Regions from separate parts of the Zea mays genome. Here region 2 is linked to region 1. The links are chromatin contacts, called in public Hi-C maps. All regions are on one chromosome and are shown on one strand. The core of a region is the stretch at or near the end of the contact, and the rest is flanking DNA. Distances in the headings are between cores, read along the strand shown. Region 1 holds the start of LOC100381931 (Putative polyol transporter 1). Region 2 has its middle 52 kb from the start of LOC100381931.

The links. Hi-C and Micro-C count contacts between places; a contact is called where the count stands out from the background.
Region 2: a contact with region 1 is called in a Hi-C map of ear, with 2.7 times the contacts expected there. The contact joins the enhancer-like site here to the promoter of LOC100381931 in region 1. A contact is called at or near these places in 6 of 25 Hi-C or Micro-C datasets (bundle sheath, ear, leaf and 2 more).

Annotation. Positions count from the first base shown.
Region 1 is chr7:169,967,634-169,973,440 of Zm-B73-REFERENCE-NAM-5.0, reverse strand. It overlaps LOC100381931 (Putative polyol transporter 1), which reads right to left and starts at 2,524. Exons shown (of 2, transcript NM_001174706.1): 1 at 2,359-2,524; 2 at 480-2,267. The coding sequence starts at 2,470. The coding sequence ends at 847.
Region 2 is chr7:170,020,441-170,026,005 of Zm-B73-REFERENCE-NAM-5.0, reverse strand. No RefSeq gene overlaps it. Among protein-coding and RNA genes, the nearest start is that of LOC100381931, 52 kb to the right of the region's middle. Within about 2 kb of position 1,890, at least 18 of the 20 cell types and tissues checked have an H3K27ac peak or open chromatin away from gene starts, as enhancers often do. A contact at or near this core is called in bundle sheath, ear, leaf and 2 more, where this site is marked.

The DNA.
Region 1 (5,807 bases), core at 1,275-3,774:
ACACTGCAGCCTGAACTTCTATAGAAATCCGTACGTTTTAGGTTGTGATGTCATGATATCTAGACATACTCTATGGTATCAGGACTCGCTCCCTACTCCTCTAGCTATCCTTTTTTGGTACTCTTGGTACTTTGGTGCCTTTGCTACTGCATATGGTATCAGTCCATTTTTTTGCTTTCAATATTGAGAACTCGGTGAAGCTCATTGGGTTGTATCCTCATGATTATGAATTTGAAGGGATGAGTTAGCTTCCTTCTCAATTGAACTTAATGATGTGAGGAACGATGAAAACTTTACAAATTTGAGGAGGCCTAATTGAGTTGTCTATGATGCTTGTTAAAACAAAAAAGGTTTCTCGATATGAAATTGTTTTCAAACCTCTCAATTTAGTGCTAGTTCTCTTTGTTGTAAGAGTTGGTATTAAGAGGATTTTTTTTCCTGCAATGAACTATATCAAAAACAAAGAAAGAAACAAGACGGGTCAAAAAAACATAGAATGGTTTGTTGGTTACATTCGTTGAGAGGGAATTTTCTTGTAAAATAAGGACGAAAACATCATCGATCATGACAAAGCACACGCGACTCTGACAACAATGACTCATAGCTGTCACTTGGCAGCCTGTCTCGCGGAAGTCTCTTGCTGGACCACGCCGTCTCTGTCCTGCAGCACTAGTGCACCACGACATCTCTGATTCTCAGAGGCCAATCTTGCCACGCTGCTTCAGTTTTTTTTTCCTTATTTTGTTTGTGTTGGGTTGAGCTCTGCTCTTGTAAGCGACGCTGCACCAATCATTGCCTATCTGCCCGAGCACCGCCGAATATTGTATTTTCGTTCCATCTACTTGCCTACTTGGTGGACATTTCCACCACCTTCTCCTTGGCTGCGGTGTCGTCTGCTTCAGCCATGTCCGTGTCTGGCATGCCGAACAGCTTGCCCATCTCCTCCAGCGTACGACCACGGGTCTCCGGAAGGCACGTGAAGAAAAAAACCCACCCGACCGCGGCGATGCCGGAGTAGAGAAAGAAGCTGCCGCCGATGGTAATAGCCTTGGAGAGGGACAGGAAGGTCATGGAGATAACGGCGCTGGTTACGCGGTTGCACGCCACGCCGACCGCAAAGCCCAGCGCGCGCAGCTGCAGTGGGAATATCTCCGAGTTGTACACTCCCGTGATGGGCCCGAGGCCGATAGAGAAGAAGGCGACGAAGGCCAGGGTGGACGCGATGCACAGAGCGACGACCGACGGGATCTTGGCGTCCGGGTGATGCCCCACGACGGTGAGCGCCGTCCCGAGGCTGATGAGCGAGATGACCATTCCACCCGTGCTGGTCAGTAGCAGAGGCCGACGCCCCACGCGGTCCAACAGGAACGTGGCCACCAGGATGAAGAGCGTCTTGGTGACGCCCACGGCGCAGGTGACGCCCAGGAGCTTGTTGTCGCCGGTGATTCCCGCGCTCCTGAACACGCTAGGGCTGTACAGCACGACAGAATCGCAGCCAGAAGCCTGCTGGAAGAAGTGCAGGCCGACGGCCGATAGCAATATGCGTCGGATCGCCGGGGTCGGGGACAAGATGAGGTCCTTCCACACCTGCATCTCACCGCTGTTTCGCTCCTTGGGTACGGTGACCACGTCTCCGTCGAGGTCCTTCGGAATCCCCGCGGCAACCTTGATGTCAGCCAGCCGCTCTGCGGCCTCCTCTGGCGAGGCGGAGGTCTTCTCTAGCACCGCCCTGGCGTCCGCGAGGCGGCCCTTCATGACAAGCCACCGAGGCGACTCGGGCATGCAGAAAACCAGGAGCGCGAGCAGGGCGGACGGCGCCGCGCCGATGCCGAGCATAACACGCCAGCCGAGGTGGAGCGGGAGGCCCGCAAATGCGTAGTTCGACAGGTAGCCGAGCAGGATGCCGAGGTTGATGAAGACTTCAGGGAAGGACGTGAGGAAGCCGCGGGACGCCGCCGGCGAGATCTCGGCGGTGTACACGGGCGCGATCATGCCCCCGTAGCCCACGCCAACTCCGGCCACGAAGCGGCCCACCATGAGCATGCCGTAGTTGACGGAGAAGCCCATGAGCAACGCGCCCACGAAAAAGATGACCGCGGCGAAGACGACGGTCAAGCGGCGGCCGATCCTGTCGGACGTCCGCGCGCCAGCGAAGGATCCGATGAGCGAGTAGAGACTGATGATGCCTATCAGGATCTCCAGCTGCACGTCCGTGATCTTCAGGTCCTTCTTGATGTAAATCGCCGCTCCACTCATCACACCAATGTCTACAGAGTTGGTGAACAGTACACAGAGTCACATACGAATTCTTGGAAAGAGAAATGAAAGGAGATGTTTCGACAACGGAAGAATGGCTACCGTAGCCAAGGATGACGCAGGCCATGGAGGCCATGATGGCACAGACGGAAGCATACTTGACGTTGCTCTTCTTCCCGGGCTCCATGGCCTCTGCGAGGTCGGCGGAAGCCATCGTTAACTTAACGGCTACCTCTTTGATCTCTGATCAGAGTTCAGAGACAAGGCGTGGGGTGTTGTGATTTGCTCAAGGAGACGCATATATATAGAGTAGACAAAGAGCAATGGGCTAACGCGTCTGATACACTGTTTTATTTAGCCCATATACAGGCCGCATAAAGGTCACACAGTTTTACTATATCTGTTTAGAGATGGCAATAGGGACCGATCCCCGATTCCCCGCGAGGAATTCCACTATTAGGGGACGGGTATGGAACTAATTTAGTCCCCGCGGGATCTAAATGGGGGAAATTTAATCCCCGTCGGGTTCGCGGGGACGAGAAACCATCCCCCATCCCCGTTCCCCGTGTACCCACCCCATGAAACTTTTTTATTCAAGTTAGTCAATTTATTTGTTAGAATTACAGTAAAAACTCAATGTATGACATGTTATAAAATAGCAAACTAAACTCTAAAGTAGATGTCTCTTATAATTTTCAATCTTGTTTGTTAAATTTATATTAATTTGATACAATTAATTTAAATTTATCTTTAAATATTGTACTTTTAGTGGGGGCAGATTCCCCGCGGGGTTCCTCACGGGGATAAATTCCCCGACGGGGACGGGGATGGGAGAAAAAAGCTTTCCCGTAAGCTCGTGGGGACAGGGACAGAGAATTTTCCTCCCCGCGGGGACAGGGATGGAGAGCCATTCCCCGACGGGGAAATCCCCGTTGCCATCCCTGTATCTATTGTACTATATCTCTAATCAGAGTTCAGAGACATAGCTAATTGTTAACTAACTCGTAACTAACGATTAGTTTATTATTTTACTTAACTTAGTTAATAATTTATTAACTGACTAATTAAACATGGCCTAATAAATAGCAAAACATTATAACCGTTTAGTCTGTTTACGTTTAGACTGTACGGGTTTTATTGATACCGGATATTTGGTCCTTCCAGTCTCAACTCATGGCGATAGCGTTGGACTGTGACTTGAGCAACAGGCAGGTCGGCTGATTTTCTCAACAACTCATGGCTGATTTTCAAAAACGTTTAACAACAAAACTTGCATGTATAAGTTGTTATAAAATCGTGCTAGAAACACTGCGTATTCAAAAGTTACCATTTCTGAAAAGACCGCGCAAAAGTTATATTGAAAAGGTTACGTTGAAGTATGTTAGCAAAAGTTATGTGTACTCACATAGAAAAGGACAAAAGGTTATACAAAAGGTTATATGATGAAAAGGCACTACCCTAAATTTTGTCCATCAAGGGTTATACACTTTTTTTTAGTCTGTTTGTGATAGCTCTAATACTCTATGATCTAGAAAAGTGAATCTAGACCTAGAATTCACATCATGGAACAACTCTACGGTTCAGCCATTAGCACAACTGAAATAAATAAATAAATGATAGAGCAAAAAGTAGAATTAATATGATTTAGCCCATTTTAGTCACCCTTATCATTCTCCTTCCATTAGCACAACTAAAATAAATGATGGCAAAAACAAGAATTAAACCCGTGTTCGTGAAATAAATGACTTACAATTATAAAATTAAATTACCCCTTATCATTCTTCGGTCATTAACACAACTGAAATAAATGACTTATATAAGACTAAAATACCCCTTATCATTTTTTGCCGTTAGCACAACTGAAATAAATGAGAAGCAAAAGATAGAATTAATATAATTTTTCCATTTTAGTCACCCTTTAGCACGACTGAAATAAATGATAATCCTTTTAGTTACTCTTTAAGAGACTAGAGATTAAAGCAGTTTAGTTCATGTTTTAGTCTCATTGTTTGTCAATTTAGAGACTAAATAAAACTAAAAAAGAGGGACATATCTTTAGTCCCTCAAACCAAACAGGCTCTAAAGCTATCTTCAGCATCTTACACATCATCATATTTATATTCAAACTAATCTATACGAACGGTTCAGTTTACAATATAAAATATTATTTTGGATGATCATATAGGGTACGGTCTAAGTCCACTTTTATACCTATCTCACTTTCATCTATGTCTAACACGTCAGGGTTTCATCTTCTCTTTTCTCCTTCCTCTCGTGCTTTTCTCATTCCTCCAACGACCAAGGGACCGACCAGCCTAGGTGCAACCGGTGCGACCACGCGGACGTGGGACTCGTCCGCCAGGGCGAGCGCGACAGCCTAAGGGCTAGTTGGTGACAGTGAAATTAAAGGTAATTTATAGATGAAAATTTCTTGCTATTCAATTTTGAATAGCAAAAGATTTTTTCCTTCTTGAATTCTCTTTAATTCTCTAGTCACTAAACCAACCCTATTGAATGGGAGACGGAGGAAGAAAGGTCGAACCATTTTTTTTGTGATCAGTGTGACAATGTTACAATGTGTATTTTTTCAACTCCATCAAACTTTGATTTGGTCTAGCACCCCTTGAGTTGCTCCATAAATTTCATGAATCTAGAGCCAGATTTATAGAGTTGGTGGATCGGATACACTAGTGAAGCTGATGGAATTTGAGGTGTTTGGTTAAAAAAATATATCTAAATATAAATCTAATGTATCTAGAGCTAGTAGAGTTGTTCTAACTAAGGCCTTGAGGTAGTTCCACAACTTTGTGCAAGAAGCCTTACCGAAGATTTGTCTGAAAAACGGGTGTTATAAGGTTCACATGTGACTTTTACTGGCTTCTCCTGACAAATTTAATATACATTAGTCACTTATTTGTATATTGCTACGATTTCTATATACTTCATATAGATAGACATTGATTAAATGATATATTTATACAAACATGATTAAAAATTTAATTTTTTAAATATTAGTGTATGCATATTTAAAATTTCGCCTCTTTACAACGCAACTGTTTATTCCGGTGGTACACGCCCATTTTTACCTTTAATCCGTTTAAATTGGGTCTTGGTGCGCCGTGCACGAGCGCCGAGGAGCAGGCGAGATATGAGGTTGGGCTGACGCACGACGATTTTCATGCTTTATTATAGTAGTAGATTTTATAACACCGTCATTGAAACTGTTTTTACCGAGAGTTTTACAAAACGACTTTAGCTTTTTCAGAGAAGTTCATCCATGTGAGAAGCCAGTGGTGGACGCAGGATAAAAATTGAGGGGTCCAAAAAACACATGATAAAATCAACCAACACCGTAAACAAGTACTATCATATATAATTCAAGTTTTATATCAATACATGATAAAAGTCACACGACCACACGGGAGGGAGAATAGATGGTTACGTTATTGGGTTATTGGGTTGCAGGATAGTGGACAAGCTCAATGAAGTGATTTTGGCCCACCATGTCTTTTATATTTTCTATTTTTTTCAGTAAATCGTATGATACATAT
Region 2 (5,565 bases), core at 641-3,140, 53 kb before region 1:
GATGGATATTAGGTTAGGTCATGTTTGTTTACTCTCTAGATTATATAATCTAGCTTAAATAAGTTGAGAGATAAACAAACAACACAAATTATTGGATGGATTATGTAATCTCAATACCTAGATTATAATAATCCATTAGCAGGTCAATAGATGCTTATATAATCCATAAGCTGGATTATATAATCCCGGATGTTTTTGTTAAGTAACCTAGTTAGGGTTATGTGGGCAAATATCTGATTTGCCCCTGAGGGGTCTCACATCTCTATATAAGGAACCAGTACACCCCCTCATAATACATAGAAGAGAAAGTGGCCAAAGGCCTAACCTTACATCGTGTCTCGTGTGTTTCCTCTGTCGTGCTTCTGGGAAGAGATATGGGTCTTTCACGACTTTTCGCGCCTAATCTGCTGACGGGAGGAAAGAGTGCGGATCTGGTGATCCGTCGTAACGCTTTTATTTTTATCTTCTAAAGCCCTGATAAGTGAGAAGAATAATAGTTCATGATTTGATGCACCATGACCCACGGGTGCGGGTGCTTGCCGACTGGAGGGCGGAATAGGGCCGACGGCCCAGTGCGCCACGACGCAGGACGCGACAAATCCTGAAGCCGAACTGATGACCAGCGCGAGCAAGCGACGATACTCCGTGCGGGCCGCGCGGCGAAGAGCCGAAGGCGCGCCGGCCTTCTTCAGCTACCAGGCCTTAAGTAGGCTGCATATGACTGGGCTTTGAATACAGAGTTACGAAGCGTCAAGCTTTTAAAATGCATTTCTAGCATCTTAATATTGTCCAAATATGTCATTTAAATCAACAGACTCTTAAAAAGCATTTTGAACACTCTAATATTATTCAAGTGCGTCGCTTATTAGATCTATAGCGGTTCGTGATCTAGCGTTTGGCCTACGTGGCATCGATAGTGTGGTGACCAGTCGGCTGCTACACGCGTGAGGTAGTTTTGGACTAAGAAAATAAGAAGAGCCTTTTGTTCCTCATTTTCAGCTTTACGGCGGGAGGTGGATGCATGAATGGCGAAAGAAGATGGTGGTGACAGTGTCATGTATGGTCACGCGTTGAGCATTGCAATGCAAACTGATGGCACCTGGTGATCGACAGCTAGCTAGCTTCGGTGAGATATATTAGCATCAGCAGCGGCAGCTAGCGGAGAGCCGAAAGCTCACTGACCAAGCGATCGAGCGAGCCAGCAACCGACTGGACAAGGATACCTGGCATGTATCCGTATGATCCTGTAAAAAAGTAATTGTACAGGACTTCTTCGTACAGTTTTTCTCCCAGCCTTGCAGGTACTAATAGAAAACTAGCCGCGTGTTTATAGCTCCTAGCTATAGGATTCGTGCGGCAGTCTTGGCTAGCACCTTGTGAATTGTCATGGCCACCTCGAAATCAACCAGGTATAGATCAGGTTGCTTCGGTTTTGACTATGACACAGTGGCAATTGTTTCTTGATTTCCATTCCATCTGATTTGTCCTTTTGGACTACCTGCTCCCTCTCGCTGGTAGTGCCTTCTCCTTCCGCCATCGCTTTCCCATCTCCTCCAGCGTTCGGCCCCTAGTCTCTCTCAGGGAGGTCCCAGGTGAAGAAGAACACCCACCCCTTGACAGAGACAGGTGGAGATGACGCCGGTGGTTGCACGCCACGCCGACCGCGAATCCCAGCGCGCGCACCTGCCGCGGGAATAGGGAATATGGGCTGTGTCATAATCATTCGAATTGAAAAACTAATTTTAGACAGAAAAGTTAGCTAAAGTGTGATAAATTAGTCAGCGAACCATACCCTGTATCTCTGAGGTGTACACGCTCGTAATTGGGCCAAGTCCGATAGAGAAGAATGCGACGTAGGCCTAGGTGGATGCAATGCACAAAGCTACGGCCCACGACGGCGAGGCCCGTTCTGAGGCCGATGAGCGAGCCCACCATGTCGCCTGCGCTGCACATCGCAGCTATAGATTGCCAATAAGTACAAGGCTTGCAAGCCCGGCATGAAACCCGTTGTTTAGGTCCGGTCCGAACCTGGCATGACCCAGTTTTATGCGTGCCCGGGCTGGCCCGACACGAATAAGCGGGCCAGGCTCGGACTGGAAACTAGGCACGGTGGACTAGCCCGGCACGGCCCGTTTACCTCTAAGCCCGTTAAACCCGCTTTTTTACACTAAAATGTTCTTACCAGCCCGCATAGCCTGCTTTTCGGCCCACTTTTTTCGTGCTAAACGGACCGGGCTCGGACAGGAAATTGAGCCCGCGTGCTTAGACGGCCTGGCTCGGTTTTCTAACCGTGTCTGGCGGGCCGGGCCCAAAACGGGCCGAGCTTCACCGGGCCCGGCACGGACAGCCCTGAGGGGGTGCGGCGGGTGCGGCCGCACCGGGCCCCCAAAAACAGAGGGGCCCTCGGGCCACTTGACGTTAACACTTTTTTCCCGCTAAGTATATCTACCCTAGACATAAATACGCAAGAGCGATGCACTATCGATCAGTTTCGTTTAGATTGTTAAACTAATGTCTCAATTACTTATCTAATATTCATTTCGTTCCAAAATAGTATTTGTTTGAACTCTTGATTTTTATATCTATATTCAATTAGATGATGAGGAATCAACTAGAGAAGCAAAATAAATTCTATTTTGATACAGAGAGAGTATTATTTACTATACACATGATGGTTGCATCGACGGAGAGATGATTTTTAAAATTGAAATATTTTTTGAACTATTTAAGGTCAACAATGACTTAAGAGAGGTTAAATGGTTTGGCGATTATATGTATCTAAAAGAAGTTGTTGGATGAGATTGATCTTAATGGTATAAGCGATGATTTGTATCACAAAATGTTAGGAGATATTTTTAATGACATCAGATAACAAGTATGTGTTTTTGCTATATTTTATATTTGTTATCTTATAAATATTGAATATTATATATATTATGTGTGGATGGGGCCTCCATTTCGGATTTCGCATCCGACCCCTAAAAGTCAGGAACGGCTCTGAGACCCGGGCCGAGCGGCCCGTTTGGCCATTTCTAATCGCAGCAGAGGGCGCCGTCCGACGCGGATGCGGTACAACAGAAGCCGCCTGCGCTGCACTATAGTACATGTGCACCCATCCTGGCTTCCTGCTCCCGAGATTGTAGGTTCAGCGCATGCTCATCAGTCATCACTCATCAGCATGGCAGGCTGGCAGTTTGGGCGTCCTCGCACGCATGATGAGTCGATGACGGGTCAAATAATGTGTTACTCAGTCGTACATGAAATACTATACACTATTGGGTGTTTGGTTTGAGTAATCAATCCATCCAAAATGATATGGTGTATGATGTGTCTATTCCTTAAATTTGGTGGAATGACTTTATTTCTTATATTAGTACTAACTAACTATGAGAAATAGGGTGGTGATGGATCAATTTATCCATTCCAAAAACCAAATAAAAAATATGAGGAGTGAGAAGATGATAGACTAGCTCATTTCCCAAACCAAACACCCCATATATATACAAGATCATTTGTTTTTGGATAGGAGCAATGTATAGCTTGATAAAGAAATCCAAGTTCATGGTATCACTCATCGCACTATCGTCATGGCCGACATTGCCGCCGCTATATAGCACGATGCCACGACCAATCTCTGCACCATTGAGTAAAAGGCTACTGACGCCACACGCCATCACGATGTTGTGGTGACCGCCAGACGAAGCAAGGCAAGACGTGGCTGTTGGCTCCACGACGACATCGTTGGTCAGAGTGTGCCCTAGCCGTCGTAGCAGACGCGCAGCGCCACCTTAGGAAGCCGACGTTGTTGCTCTCAATGTTGATGGCGATGACAATGCTGTCACAAATGGTCAGAGCTAGAGGCAGCTCAGAGTTTGTGTCAGTGATCAATGGCAGTTGAGTTGGAGGACATGTATGATTTCATTCACACACACACCTATTCCACATTATAAGACTATACGATAGAGGACATACCGTTGTACAAGGCTATGTGAAAGTCGCCTAGAGGGGGGTGAATAGGCAAATCTGAAATTTATAAAGTTTAAGCACAACTACAAGTCGGGGTTAGCGTTAGGAATATAAACGAGTCCGAAAGAGAGGGCGAAAACAAATCACAAGCGAATAAGAGCGGATGACACGGTGATTTGTTTTACAGAGGTTCGGTTCTTGCAAACCTACTCCCTGTTGAGGTGGTCACAAAGACCGGGTCTCTTTCAACCCTTTCCCTCTCTCAAACGGTCACTTAGACCGAGTGAGCTTCTCTTCTCAATCAAACGGGACACTAAGTCCCCACAAGGACCACCACACAATTGGTGTCTATTGCCTTGATTACAATTGAGTTGGAAACAAAAAAGAAGGAAGAAGAAAAGCAATCCAAGCGCAAGAGCTCAAATGAACACAAATGTCTCTCTCTAGTCACTAATTTGTTTGGAGTGATTCCGGACTTGGGAGAGGATTTGATCTCTTTGATTGTGTCTTTAAATGAAGTCTAGAGCTCTTGTATGAGGTTTGATGGCTGAAAACTTGGATGCATTGAAGTGTGGTGGTTGGGGGGTATTTATAGCCCCAACCACCAAAATGACCGTTGGTGGAGGCTGCTGTCGTATGGCGCACCGGACAGTCCGGTGCGCCACTGGACACTGTCTCGTGCGCTAGCCACGTCACCAGGCCGTTGGGTTCCGACCGTTGGAGCTCTAACAAGTGGGGCCACCGGACAGTCCGGTGGTGCACCGGTCAGTCACTGTTCACTGTCTGGTGCGCATTCTGGCGCCTGCTCTGACTTCTGCGCGCGCAGTCGACACTGTTCATTGTTTACTGTACCGTTGCAGACGACCGTTGGCGCGAGTAGCCGTTGCTCCGCTTGGTGCACCGGACAGTCCGGTGAATTATAGCGGAGCGGCCTCCCGAATTCCCAAAGGTGGCAAGTTTGGAGTGGAACTCCCTGGTGCACCGGACACTGTCCGGTGGCACACCGAACAGTCCGGTGCGCCAGACCAGGGCTGCCTTTGGGTTGTCTTTTGCTCTTTTTATTTGAACCCTTTCTTGGACTTTTTATTGGTTTGTGTTGAACCTTTGGCACATGTAAAACTTATAATCTAGAGCAAACTAGTTAGTTCAATTATTTGTGTTGGGCAATTCAACCACCAAAATCAGTTAGGAAAAGGTGTAAGCCTATTTCCCTTTCAATCTCCCCCTTTTTGGTGATTGATGCCAACACAAACCAAAGCAAATATATAAGTGCAGAATTGAACTAGTTTGCATAATGTAAGTGCTAAGGTTACTTGAAATTAAACCAATATACATTTTATAAGATATGCATGGATGCTTTCTTCATATTTAATATTTTGGACCACGTTTGCACCACTTGTTTTGTTTTTGCAAACTCTTTTGGAAATTATTTTCAAAGTCTTTTTGCAAATGGTCAAAGGTAAATGAGTAAGTTTTTTGAGAAGCATTTTCAAGATTTGAAATTTTCTCCCCCTGTTTCAAATGCTTTTTCTTTGACTAAAACAAAACTCCCCTTCAATGAAATTCTCCTCTTAGTGTTCGAGAGGGTTTTAGATATTA